Linked DNA regions of Mus musculus: region 2 is linked to region 1. The links are chromatin contacts, called in public ChIA-PET maps. All regions are on one chromosome and are shown on one strand. Each heading gives the region's core, a stretch centred on a gene start, on an enhancer-like site or on the middle of the called end of the contact. The rest is flanking DNA. Distances are from core to core; before and after follow the strand shown.

Region 1 (6,725 bases), core at 1,636-4,135:
TTATATAGCCTCCTGGAGGCTTAGCTGAATGGATGCTACCCTCAGGTCCTCCCCGATTCATCAGAGCTCACCAGTGCCAGGGACCTGAGGATACCCAGGCAGCTGAGACAGAACTAGAAGGAAAGTTGGCCTTTTAAAATAGATTGGGGTGGGTCAAAGACAGAGAATGTGGAGGGGGTCACTCAGGAGTGGAGACAGAGAAGGCTAGAGTTGTGGCTCTATGTGCCTAGAGTAGCAGGGAGGGAGTAGGACCACCTTCTCAAGGACATACAAGCCACCCAGGGTGTTGAGCTGTACTGTGGCTCTCAAAGTGGGACAAGACTCCACAAGCTTTGTCTCTGGGTGGAAACCATCTCTCTACTTCACTACATCTGTCCAGAGAGATGCTCCCAGAGGCTGGGACAGGACAAGGGACAACAGTCCTTGGACATTCCAGAAATTCTGGCTCTTCTGCCAGGTTAGGACTTCCCCAGGATGGGGAAGGTATCAGAATGCTGCCTCCCTCTGGGAAAAATCTTTCTATAAACTTTCCAACAACAGATACAGCATCCATCAAGTGGATGATGCAATGGAGCCTTTGGAGGGGTACTTTCCTGGGATATTCCAGAATTCATGGTGGCTGAGTAGGGAGAAAAGAGCCCAAGCCTGGGGTATAGTGATATCTAGATAGAGGGCAGAATATGCTAGGAAAATTCTCCTACAGCTCCAAGATGTCCTTGGGACAGTCACAGGCCACTCCTGCCTTCCCACCAATAGAGCTGCCCTGATGGACAAGTGTGTTAGGTCCACCATTTTCTGGACTAGGCAGGTGGCCAGAATTTGCTGTGTGGCCCATTCCCCTAGAGCAGGAGAAAGCATCCATGTATGGACTGAGCTGCAAGTGGTCTCTTAGATCTCAGACTCCATTAAGGACGAAGGCCTCCCTGAAGAATGTTGATCATCAGGATGGGTCAGACCATCTTAAATGCTCATGTGTCTGTCCCGTGGGATGAGAGGGACTTTGGGGCCCATTTCCTTCCCTCCTGGTGTTGACTTCCTCTTGTGATAAAGATCCTGGGGCAGCCACACGCTTCTGGTTCCCCCAGGGCCCATGTCAAGGGACACTCCCCGGAAACTCCTTCCAGAGGGTTCTCTCCTGGCCTTGTGGGCTGGGAGGCCAAAGAGGGGTCACTCCACCCATCTGGTCCCCACCTCCGCCCTGCCACAGCCCCACTGAGGCCCTTGAGTCAGCAAGGCTGTCTGATGCTATTGCCGCTTCTTTCCATGCGTGCAATCTAGGAATGCCTGCCCGTGTCACCGCCTCCACCCTGATGTCATCTTTCTAGGAGAAAGATACATATCTACCCACAAACTGCATCCCCAAGCCCTTAGAATCCTGCCCCATAAGTGACAACTTTGGCACCTGTAGACCATATCCTTGACGTGAGTCTTGACTCTGGGGCCTCTGCTTTCCTCTTAGCCACCACCCTGCCACACGCTTGGGCTAAGACGAATGCCTTTAGTTCTTCAACATGGCCATTCTGGCCCCCCAGTCTCTCTTTCTACATGATTCCTGTGGTCTTGTCCTGAGTTCCACCTGTTATCTGACCCTCGAAAGCCCTCACTTCTGTCTGGTTTCATCAGTCCACTGAATCAGCTTCTTGGGCCCTAAAGCATGTTTCTTGGCTAGGGGCCCCCTCTCATATCAAGAGGGCACCGCCAGAAGCCCAAGGGTTCTCACAAAGCAGGCAAAACAAGTGTGGCTCATGTTAGATGCACCCTTATGTAAAACCTCCTCCACCTTGACATGTTCCTATGAGTACATATATATCCAACACCACCAGCATACACACATGACTGAAGAGATACACATATGTATCCCCATGGTCTCAAACTTCCTGTATAGGAAGGCTTGGGCCAGATCCCTTGGGCAAACACAAACTCGTGCCGTCTTCTCCAAAAGCCATTGTGAAAATCAAACACTTGTTAGCCCCTTGAGACCATGCTGCCTTTCCAGAAGCAGTTCCTGATTCCACAGAGAGCTTCTGGAGAGGGAGGTGGGCTGGAGCAAGGGGCTGTGCAACAGACTAAGCCTGGGAGAACTTGCCAGGGAAGCGGGGGTTGGGGCGCACGTGTGTGTGTGTGTGTGTGTGTGTGTGTGCGCGCGCGTGTGCGTGTGTGCGTGCCTGGTTATTGTGTTACAGCTAGTTACTATGTTACAGCCAGCCTCAGAGACCCAGGTATCCCATAATGGTACAGATAGCAGTAATGTGTCCTTTTTGAATGGCAGGCTGCTCTGAAGAGGGTAAAGAGGCTCACATAACTCAAAGGAAGAGTCGCTTGGCAAAGGGGGAGGGCAGAATCAGCAGTCAAATGGGAGTAGCCTTACCTGCCCCAGCCAGAAGCTCTAGCCATGCTGTGAATTTTTAGGATTGAACATGCCTTTGTAACTGGGATTGTAGCAGTCAGTTGGGATGGTATCATAAGAGAACATGGTATAGTCTGCCTGGCTTCTATACCCATTGCTGTCATTCTCACTGCTCCCAAGGTGGCAGGGGTGGGGCTTGGCTGGGCAGAGTTTGCCCAGAATGGTCTCCTCAGTGGGAGTCTGTGGAGACCATTATAGAATTGTGTCATTGGGCTGGACCTTATTTAATTAGATAATGAGGTGGACTTGTGAGAAGTGTATATCTCAGAAGGTGGCTGGAAAGAGAACGGGCCAGGACTGGGGCTGGAATGAGCCACCAGAGTAGGTAGAGCTTGCCCAAAGGCCTCCAGGAACAGCAGGTGCTATGGAAGCAAGAGCCCCACTCAGTATCTCCCAAACCCCGCCCCAGCCACTCCAGGCCAGGAAATCCAAATATGCCTGGAGGCCCCTCAAAAAGGAGAGGCTAGCCAGAGGCTGGGTCAGACTGCCCAGGCAGGGTGGGAAAGGCCTTTAAAGCAGCCCGCAGGTGGGCTGCCAGTTCTTGGAAGGGCTTATTAATGAAAACCCCCCAAGCCTGACAACCTGGGGGAAGGCTCACTGGCCCCATGTATAGCTGATAAGGGCCAGGAGATTCCACAACTCAGGTAGTTCCCCCGCCCCCCTGGAGTTCTGTGGTCACCATTAATCATTTCCTCTAACTGTGTATATAAGAGCTCTTTTGCAGTGAGCCCAGTACTCAGAGAGAAAGGCTAAGGTCCTGAGGAGGATGTGGCTGCAGAATTTACTTTTCCTGGGCATTGTGGTCTACAGCCTCTCAGCACCCACCCGCTCACCCATCACTGTCACCCGGCCTTGGAAGCATGTAGAGGCCATCAAAGAAGCCCTGAACCTCCTGGATGACATGCCTGTCACGTTGGTGAGTGAGGGAGAGAGTTGGGTTGTTCCCAGGCCACCCATTGGCCCTTGTCTTGCCCTGCCTTTCAGCTTGGTAACACGGCACTTCCTTTTTACAGAATGAAGAGGTAGAAGTCGTCTCTAACGAGTTCTCCTTCAAGGTAAGCTGCTTCTCTTTTGCTCTTCTCTTTTGGTGTAGCTTCCCGGGTTGCCCTGCAGGGCTGCTTTAAATAGCCTCTTGCAAGGCTTTCTACACTCTTCCCTGCCAGTGGCTGCCAGCGGGAGGGGGCAGAATCTGGGTAGTCAAGATCTCTATATCCATTCCTCTGTAGCAGTCACGTGCACTCTTTTATCGTCCAGAGCCATGCCCCTGTGGCAGTCATGTGCACTCTTTTTATCAAGTGAGCAATAAGTTTGGGCAGAGCTAGCTTTCAAAGGTCAGAGGTCTTCAGGGATTGATGGGAGCATGAGAGTCACTTTATGAGTTGGCCTTGTTGCCTTCAAGTTCTCTCTGTGCCCCGTGACCATGGAGAGAAGGTATTGATTATACAGGGGCACAGAGGGTATTGATTATACAGGGCACAGAGGGGCTTTTGAAATAGTGCTTCCCCACACAGAAGTTTGGGCTCTGGCCATCTCCTTCTTCTAGAATGGCAGCAAGTAGCCTTTGCTTACAAATTTTTTTTTTGGGGGGGGGACAGCACTTGGAACTGGGAACCTCTATGGTACCAGACTATAAACATGGCTGTGGTAGCTGAGGTGGCCTGGACCAGGCAAGAAGAAGGGCAGTGCTCAGGACAGTGTTATGACTAGCCCCAACCTGTACCACTTGGTGGGAGCAGAAGGGAGTAGGGAGAAGTTAGCTTGTATTCTATGGACACTTGGCTTTTGCTTATCAACAAATGGATGCTTCCCACAGAAGCTAACATGTGTGCAGACCCGCCTGAAGATATTCGAGCAGGGTCTACGGGGCAATTTCACCAAACTCAAGGGCGCCTTGAACATGACAGCCAGCTACTACCAGACATACTGCCCCCCAACTCCGGTGAGTACACAGCATCAGGGCCCCAGGTCTTAGTCTGGGAGGGTGCGGCCAGTAAGGAGAGACTTCTGGCTGTAGCTGTTCAGGGCCCCAGTAAGTGGTTTCTGTATTGTTAGATGTTTCCTAGGAGCCCCCCAAGAACAGGCCATAGCTCCTATTCATCCCTAGACCCTAAGCTGAGAAACAGCAGAGAGCCCACTGCTCTTCCTAGGAGGAACCATCTGCCCATGTCACACATGCCATTGTCAGTCATGAGGTCAGAGGTGAGGCAAACCCAAGGAAGCTCAGGGCCTGCCCAAGCCCAGGAGAGCCAAGAGCCAGCACCCAGATGCCACTTCCTGGCAGGACTTTCCTGTAAGGATGCCTGTATTCCATGGATACAAGGAGGAGGCTCCTAGAATGGGCAGACACCCCAAACATTCCTATTTCCTTTCCTCATCAAAGACAGTGAGCCTTGTGTCTTTTTAGAGGTGAGGAGATGCCTCAGGCTGGTTGCTTGCTTCTCGGTGGGAACCAAAGAGGCAGACCTGAGACAGTCCTTCTGTAAGGGCACAGTCCCTGGGTGCCATTGGCAGAGCTGTGCATGCCTTAGGCAGCACACGGGCAGCTATAGTGTCACCTGATCCTTACAAATGGGCTTCTGGCCTCTGAGTTCTCAGCAGCGAGAGAGAAATACACAGTTCTTTCCCCACGTGGCCCACTTACCTGGACTCAAGTGCTGTTTATTTTTTTCCATTCCCTCCAGGAAACGGACTGTGAAACACAAGTTACCACCTATGCGGATTTCATAGACAGCCTTAAAACCTTTCTGACTGATATCCCCTTTGAATGCAAAAAACCAGGCCAAAAATGAGGAAGCCCAGGCCAGCTCTGAATCCAGCTTCTCAGACTGCTGCTTTTGTGCCTGCGTAATGAGCCAGGAACTTGGAATTTCTGCCTTAAAGGGACCAAGAGATGTGGCACAGCCACAGTTGGAAGGCAGTATAGCCCTCTGAAAACGCTGACTCAGCTTGGACAGCGGAAGACAAACGAGAGATATTTTCTACTGATAGGGACCATTATATTTATTTATATATTTATATTTTTTAAATATTTATTTATTTATTTATTTATTTTTGCAACTCTATTTATTGAGAATGTCTTACCAGAATAATAAATTATTAAAACTTTTGTTTGTATAGTTATCTGGTTTATTTTGAAAGGGGAGAAATTTGGGCATAGGTGGAGTGGGGGAGCTATTGGGATATGGTATTGATGAGAGTCAATGCTGTCATGGCCAAAGGGAGGTGAAATCAAGGCCTGGGTCCAACATCAGCCTGGGTGGGGGATCTCACAAGCCTTGGTGGAACTTCTGGGGTGCTCAAGAGCATCTGTCCCAGAGAAAGGTTCACCAGGAAGTTGAAGTAACCGGTTCACAGACATGGCTCAGAGAAGGGGTGTCATCCTTTCTAGGAACTAAGGGACTTCTGGAGTTGGTGGACAAGCGTCTAAACAAGAGAATCCTAGCATTCAGCAAAATACTGTTCCCGTTTGAGATCACAGACCCTGTGTCACTATTCTGCCCTCACACTTGGGGCCTCAACAACTCTTAAAGTAAATCAGCAAGTAGACTAACTGTTCGGAGAAAAAGAAACTAAACCACAGGGGTCAGATCTCAGCATATTTACCCAACTTTCCCCCCAGTGGGTGATCTTAATCTTTATCAGTCAGAATGGCAGTATGGTGTATGTTGGGGCATAGCTCAAAGGTGGCACTTTTCTTATATTTTTGGTTGTGAGCCTAACCTTTAACGACTGAGCCATCTCTCCAGCCCAGGTGGCACTTTCCTTAACTGGTTTTTATTTTTCCATTAAACTTTGACTCTCATGGGTATTTTCCACTAAAATCCATGGCCTTGGGGCTGAGAAATGTAGCTATCTTCTGTCTTTGTTTGACAACCAGGCTTCCCCCATTTATTACTCCGAGTTCTTCCTAAGGATCATCAGGGAGGGTGAGTGTGTTCCCAAATCTTGGGGGTGGGCAGTGGACCCAGCCTTCTTGCAGGTAGCCTGGGGAAGCTGTCTATCTGCAGTTTAAGGCCCTCACAGGTGCTAGGATGCAGTGATTGCTCACTGCTCCCTGTGTGCCAGCTGCACATGATGGCTCAGTCCCAAACAGACACTTGCCATAGGCAAAAAGACCTCAATGCCATCTGCAAATAAAAATTCTTAGAGCAAGCTGAATTTTAGCAACGAGGAGAATCCATGGGGTGTGGCATGATATTAAGATGCAAAAAAAAGCACATCTTACCCAGCGATAAGGTCCCCTCTGTCTTCTTCCAAAGCCATCGATAACTGATAAGCAGCATTGATACTTCCTTACACTTTTTTTTTTTCAGAGCTG
Region 2 (6,359 bases), core at 555-3,054, 54 kb before region 1:
CAGCCTGTCACCAGACACTGGCATACAGAAGGAGCTTAGGGAGCTGAAGGGATTAGAGAGGCCTTAGTCTCCCCAGCTCAGGGAGACTATGCCCCTGTGGCCTAACTCAGGACAATTGTGGGGGCGGGAAAAATAATTACCTGGCCCACCATCCCCTCAGGTTCAGACACGATATAACCAAGCACTTGGCATGGGTTGATCAGCTAAAACTTGAGATCAAATTCCAATCTGCCCAGTGTTATCCATATGGCACTGGGGAAGTCAGTTTTTAAATCTCAACAATAGAAGAGGTCCCACCAACCTCCTAGGTTTCACAGTGAATATTAAAAAAAAAAAAAAAAAAACTCACACATGAAAACACATGATTCTCACAAAAGAATCAACCTCTGCCTTTCCTTTAGCTCAGAAACAACTTTGTCACCACCGCTGATGGTGCTATCCGAATACCAAATAAGAAATATTAGCATGGGGAGAGCATTTGGCCTGGGCTAGGCCAAGCATTTTCACGTACATTATCAGGTTTAGAGATTCTGCACAGAGCTGGGGCCGAGGTGGGGCTGGAAACCCTTTAGAGGTATTAGCCGGAGGCTTGGAGAGGGGAGAGGCCAGTGCTGAGAAGTAGTATTGGTAAGGGGTGGGCCTGTTGGGAGAGTACAGGTATGGGTGTAGGAATCTGGGGAAAGTACTATGCAGAGATTTATCAGGAGTCCTGTAGCTTCCTAAGAAAGAGGGTGCAAGGATGAGGGAGGGAAAGGGGTGAGGCAGGGGGGAAGCCAGGGTACAGCCTTGGGCAGAGCTAAGGGGCAAGTAACCAGTCTTGTCCTCTGGCTAAAGGGCAGCAGGGACCGCTAGTGAGAAAGGTTTCTGGCTGGATCAGGAAACCCAGGTCAGCTCTGCCGTACAATTCACCAAGGGACCTTGGTGGTGGTGGTGGGGGCAACATAACTTGGATTTTGGTCTCTAGAGATGGACACAGACACAAAAAGTCTGCCCTTCCCTTGGCACGGGGCCTAATCTGATCACCGGTTCTCACCACAAGGAGAAAGGAGCTTGAGAACGGAAGGGGGGTTATGGGGGTCTCAGCTAGTAAGGCCCTTCCTCCGGGCTGACCCAGCTGCTTCCCCAACGCTGCCCATGGACCCCCACCAGAATTGGGGGGCGCCTCGGGGACCTTGAAGGGACAATTCAGCAGCCGCAGCAGAGGGCTCCGCAAGGTGGAGATGTCACACCCGCACCCTGGGCCGAGATACTACAGCTTCCCGGAAATGGTGGTCAGGATCGGACCGGGACTTACCGGCAAACAGCCAGAGAGAACCCCCCGACACCAAGAAGAAGGTCAGCATGTCGGTGAGCCGGCCCAGCCCGGCCCGCACTGCTTCCCAGGCCCGCAGCCCCGCAGCCCCAGAGCCACCGCCGCTGCCGCCGCCGCCGGGTATTTTTAGCCCCCGCCTCCCCGCGCCGCTGCGGAGACCCGGCGGGAGGGGGAGGGCGCAGCGCGCGCTCCTCACGGAACCCGACTCCCAGCCCCGCAGCGCGCCGGGACTCCTGGGCAAAGAGACAGCGGCATCCGAACTGCCGAGCCCGACTGGGGGAGGGGCTGGGCCGCCCGCCCCGCAACGTTCTGGGGGAAACGGGCTGGAGGAAGGGGCTCACGGGCTCACTGCCGCTCCTACCTCACCGTGCCTCCACCCATGAACGACCCTACCTCCACACGACCGGCCTCCAAGGTTTTATGGCTAGGCAGGCTCAAATGGCAGCGGGGGTCCAGGGCTTCTGTCCCAGAAAGTGCACATGCTGAAGTGCCGGTTCCTGGCTGAGTCAGACGCCCCCTAGGACCTGATTTTGTAGTTGCTGGGAGCCACATCTGCAAACCCAAGAGGGAAGGGAGTGATGGGGCGGGGGGGGGGGGGGGGGCATCAAGGTGAGGCTAGATTGGATAATACCCACACTTAATAAGAATGCTCAAGGTCAGGTTGGAGGCCACACAAGGTCACGGGAAGACTCACCAGCTGCCATGTCCCCAGGCATGTCTCATGAAGACACAGGCAGCCACATGGAATCACAGGTGTCTCCCAAGGACACAGGCAGTGATGCATATGTGTGGTACATAAGAGCTCAAGTTCCTCTTAGCTGTGATAAATGGTCATACGGTCACTAGGTTGTTGGTGGTCTCATTGCTGAGCTGAAGAGTGAGCTGAAGAGTTGCAATCCCTTTGTCTGGGAACAAAAGGAGGAAGCCTGGCTCTGTGATTTTCTAAAATAATAAAGGTAGGTATTCTGATGGGGCCTCGATGGACATCTTCAAGTGGATTTCACCAAGGTCCCCTCGTTCTTCAAGCATTCAGGACTCATTAGGCTTCCAGCACCGAGGACAGCGCTCAAGCAGCACAGACCTTGGTCAGGCACTGGTTAAGACAAGGACCCATACCAGGAGTAAGAGGGAGAGAAACCAGACATTAGAGATCAGAAAGCAAGGGGTGGATAGGTGAGATTGGATGCTCTCTGTGCACTTGAACTCATATCTAGGCTTCAATTTCTTTGTGTGTGTATCTGTATGTGTTTATCTGTGTGTCTGTGTTTATCTGTGTGTCTCTCTATGTGTTGGGGAGGGGGTGGTCCTGCATCTTTAGTTTGGTATGTGTCTCTTGGCCTATCTCTGTGAACCTTAGAGATGTACAGTCTGCAGAAACATCTACAGTGAGTCTCTACAATAGACCATTCTTTCCCATTACAGGAACCGGGTCTTGGGAGGGCTGCTCTTGCTTGAAGCCAGTCTCTTCCTGGCAAGGGTTTTGCTGGAATCTTAAACTTGGCAGACACCTCTATGAGAGGATCATGGAGGTGATGTGGCAGGATTGTTCCCAGTGGGTGACACAGCAATCAGAAATCCCTCCTGCATTCCCAGCAGCAGTAGCGAACTAATTGAAGGCCTGCCTGCTCAGGTGGAGACCCCGTCAGGGGACACTTCTAGGCTTGGGAGAGGGCATAGATGGTTTCAAGTCAGACTGGCCTAGGGAGTTGGCCAGAATATCATCACACATTTTTTAAATATAATGAAGCCATAAGCAGGGTTTATCCCATTGCAATTTCTGATCATATGCACTGTAGGGCCTTTTCCTTCTTGTGCCTTCCTTCTGCATTCTGTCAATATCCATTTCACATTATAGTTAGGATGAAAAGATCCATCCCCTTCTCGGATGCTCTGGTCTTTCTATCATCTGTACACTGTTCTATCTGTACACAGTGAATACCTGTTAACAGAGCAGGGGTCCTAGGAGGCAAGCAGCAGGCTCTGGGGCCAGTCCTCTGCAACACCAAGTTGCAGGAGCATCTAGGCTCCTGGGTGGCTTCTGGCAGCCTCTTCTCCAGAGTGATGTCATGGGACACATTTAGCCTGGCCTCCTGCAGGATGCTGCATCCAGTTACTCTTCCTATAGATGTCTCTGTTTCTTGCGAGCATCACAGTTTAAAGCTCTGTGCTGGTGCCGAGCTGGTGATAACTTAGCCGAGTGGGGTTCCGCTTTTCTCTGAGCAGTACTTGGCTTCTCTTGAGGGACATCGACAGGAAGACGCTGGGCTGGCTGTGGGATCACGGCCAGGTCGCTTTTCACTCTAGGTGTGTCCCTTCCACTGAGTCACAGGGCTGTTGTTTTCGGTACTGAGTTACCAAGGGCTTCTTCCTCCTTGTAGATCTCCATCATGAATCAGGCAGCTGTAACTCTGAGATCTCTAGACTGCATGGGTCCAGCAACCTTAGAACACAGAGCGAGAGAAGCCAGCATCCAGAGATGTGCAGGCAAGGTGGGATGAGGCTTTTACATCAAGCCATCAGGTAGCTGTGACCTCCTAGTTCCCACTCATTCATGTACTCATTCACTCTTTAAGCTACTGTGTATTCTGTGCCCTCTTCTGGTAGGAGCTGGAGTGTTGGGCAGGCAAGTCAGAAGCAGCAATAACAGCAGGCCAGTATGGTAAGTCTAGAAACAGAAGGATGGCTCTAACCTAACCCTGGGAGGATCACCTCAGGGATGAATCATTCATATTGGACCTTTAACCTTAGGGTAAATATTTAGATAGAAGATGTCTGTTGATTTACACAATGGAATACTACTCAGCTATTAAAAAAATAATTTATGAAATTCCTAGGCAAATGGATGGACCTAGAGGGCATCATCCTGAGTGAGGTAACCCAAACACAAAGGAACTCGCACAATATGTACTCACTGATAAGTGGATATTAGCCCAGAAACTTAGGATACCCAAGATATAAAATACAATTTGCTAAACACATGAAATTCAAGAAGAACGAAGACCAAAGTGTGGACACTTTGCCCCTTCTTAGAAATGGGAACAAAACACCCATTGAAGGAGTTACAGAGACAAAATTTGGAGCTGTGACGAAAGGATGGACCATCTAGTGATTGCCATATGCAGGGACCCATCCCATAATCAGCTCCCAAACGCTGACACCATTGCATACACTAGCAAGATTTTGCTGAAAGGACCCAGATATAGCTGTCTCTTGTGAGACTATGCCGGGGCCTAGCAAACACAGAAGTGGATGATCACAGTCAGCTATTGGATGGATCACACGGCCCCCAATGGAGGAGCTAGAGAAATTACTCAAGGAGCTAAAGGGAACTGCAACCCTATAGGTGGAACAACATTATGAACTAACCAATAACCCGGAGCTCTTGACTCTAGCTCTTGACTCTAGCTCTCGACTATATCAAAAGATGGCCTAGTCAGCCATCACTGCAAAGAGAGGCCCATTGGACTTGCAAACTGTATATGCCCCAGTACAGGGGAACCCCAGGGCCAAAACGGGGGAGTGGGTGGGTAGTGGATTGGGGGGGTGGGTATGGTGGACTTTTGGGATAGCATTGAAAATGTAAACGAGGAAAATACCTAATAAAAATAAAATTAAATTAAAAAAAAAAAACCCTAGACCGGAAAAAAAAAAAAAAAAAAAAAAAGAAGATGTCTGTTGGAAAGGCTCATATGTTGAAGGTTTGATCTCTAGGTGGTGGTGTTACTGAGGTACAACTAGACAGAGAGCATGCTGTTTATTCATCAGTAGAGAAATCCCTTGGTGAGTTCATAGCTGAGTGGGCTGCCAAGATAGAGACCTGGTTGAAGGAAGTAGGTTGGGAAGGCACAGCTTTCAAGGGTGCGCCTTATCCCTAGCTCTTTCCTCTAGTTCTCTCTGCTCTCAGATGAGCAGCTCTGCATCCTCTCCTGAGACCTTTGAAGCTGTGATCCAAGATAAAACTTTAGGTTGATTTTTCCTCAGGCATTTTGCCAGAGTGTCAGAAAGTTAACTAACGCATCCATCAGCCATCAAGGTTGATCAAAGGATACCAGTCTAAATTCTGCTCTGAGTGCGCTGTTGTATGAAACCCAGGGGAAGTCTCTACTCTTTCTGTCTCTGTGGATACGAGTAAATACTGATCTAGAGGGTTCTGGTTGAGTGACCAGCCTCTAGGTCTAAACCAGCCTCCATCTACCTCATCTGGTCTGCTAATGACCATGAGAAATAGCCCCAGATGGATGGATGGGTTCAGCTGATCTTACATGTAGGACATCTGAACCATGACCCTTTGGTATTTGTAAGTCTGTAACACATTTTCAGTTTGGGGGATGGAACCCAGGCCTTCCCATGTGCTAGGCCGAGTGATGCATTACTAGGAATCATCATTAGTTATCCCTGCCAGTTTTGACCAGATTTTGATAATTCTCCATGTCGTAATTATCTCTTTCTGGAGGGACCCAGAAAACTCACTTTTCCAGCCTTCCTTGAATCTAGGAGCAGGTAAGTGAATTAGGCAGTACCAATGAGATGTCTTCACAAGCCTCTGATCCAAAAGTTAGAAATGAATTGGAGAAAATCCAGTCCAGTGGCATCCATCTTGCTGGCATTGGGAATGAGGCAGAAGCAGTGGATGGTGGGTGACTGTGAGAGCTTCTCTTAAAATGTGAGGCTCATTTTTGGACCTCCCACAAATGCTGTGAGTTATGCAACTTCTCAGTATGCTCTTTTTATGTTCAAAAGAATCCATATGGATTTGGTGTGGTTTATGGCCAAGAACTCGGATCATGTCCTTCATTTTTCCAATTGCTCAAGGACTGTTCAGGCCTTGGAAGTTCGTGGCTATGGGGCTAAGCAGGCAACATGGCACATACCTGGTCCCTAATGGCTGCCTACACTGTGGGGATGGGGATTCTAGTTAGTGAGGCTTGCTGAGCTGAACGGGGTCTAAGTCTATAGCCTTCGGTGGCTTGAAACTCACTATGTAAAACAAGTTAGTCTCACTCACTGTGACCCACCTGCTTCTGCCTTCCCAGGACTGGGTACTGCA

The links. ChIA-PET counts read pairs in DNA pulled down with a chosen protein or histone mark.
Region 2: a contact with region 1 is called in an RNA polymerase II ChIA-PET map of memory CD8 T cells, with 7 read pairs. The contact joins the promoter of Acsl6 here to the promoter of Csf2 in region 1. A contact is called at or near these places in 1 of 39 promoter capture datasets (maxillary cranial neural crest), 1 of 115 datasets of contacts at active chromatin or transcription factors (memory CD8 T cells) and 2 of 9 other capture datasets (adipose tissue and pancreatic islet).

Annotation. Positions count from the first base shown.
Region 1 is chr11:54,246,059-54,252,783 of GRCm38.p6, reverse strand. Csf2 (colony stimulating factor 2 (granulocyte-macrophage)) reads left to right here and starts at 2,885. Exons shown (of 4, transcript NM_009969.4): 1 at 2,885-3,323; 2 at 3,421-3,462; 3 at 4,221-4,346; 4 at 5,089-5,514. The coding sequence starts at 3,174. The coding sequence ends at 5,196. The region is part of intron 4 of Gm12223 (a long non-coding RNA gene); the gene reads right to left.
Region 2 is chr11:54,299,269-54,305,627 of GRCm38.p6, reverse strand. It overlaps Acsl6 (acyl-CoA synthetase long-chain family member 6), which reads right to left and starts at 1,804. Exons shown (of 21, transcript NM_001033598.1): 1 at 1,706-1,804. It overlaps Gm51861 (a long non-coding RNA gene), which reads left to right and starts at 1,927. Exons shown (of 3, transcript XR_003949553.1): 1 at 1,927-2,268; 2 at 3,691-3,801; 3 at 3,917-4,161.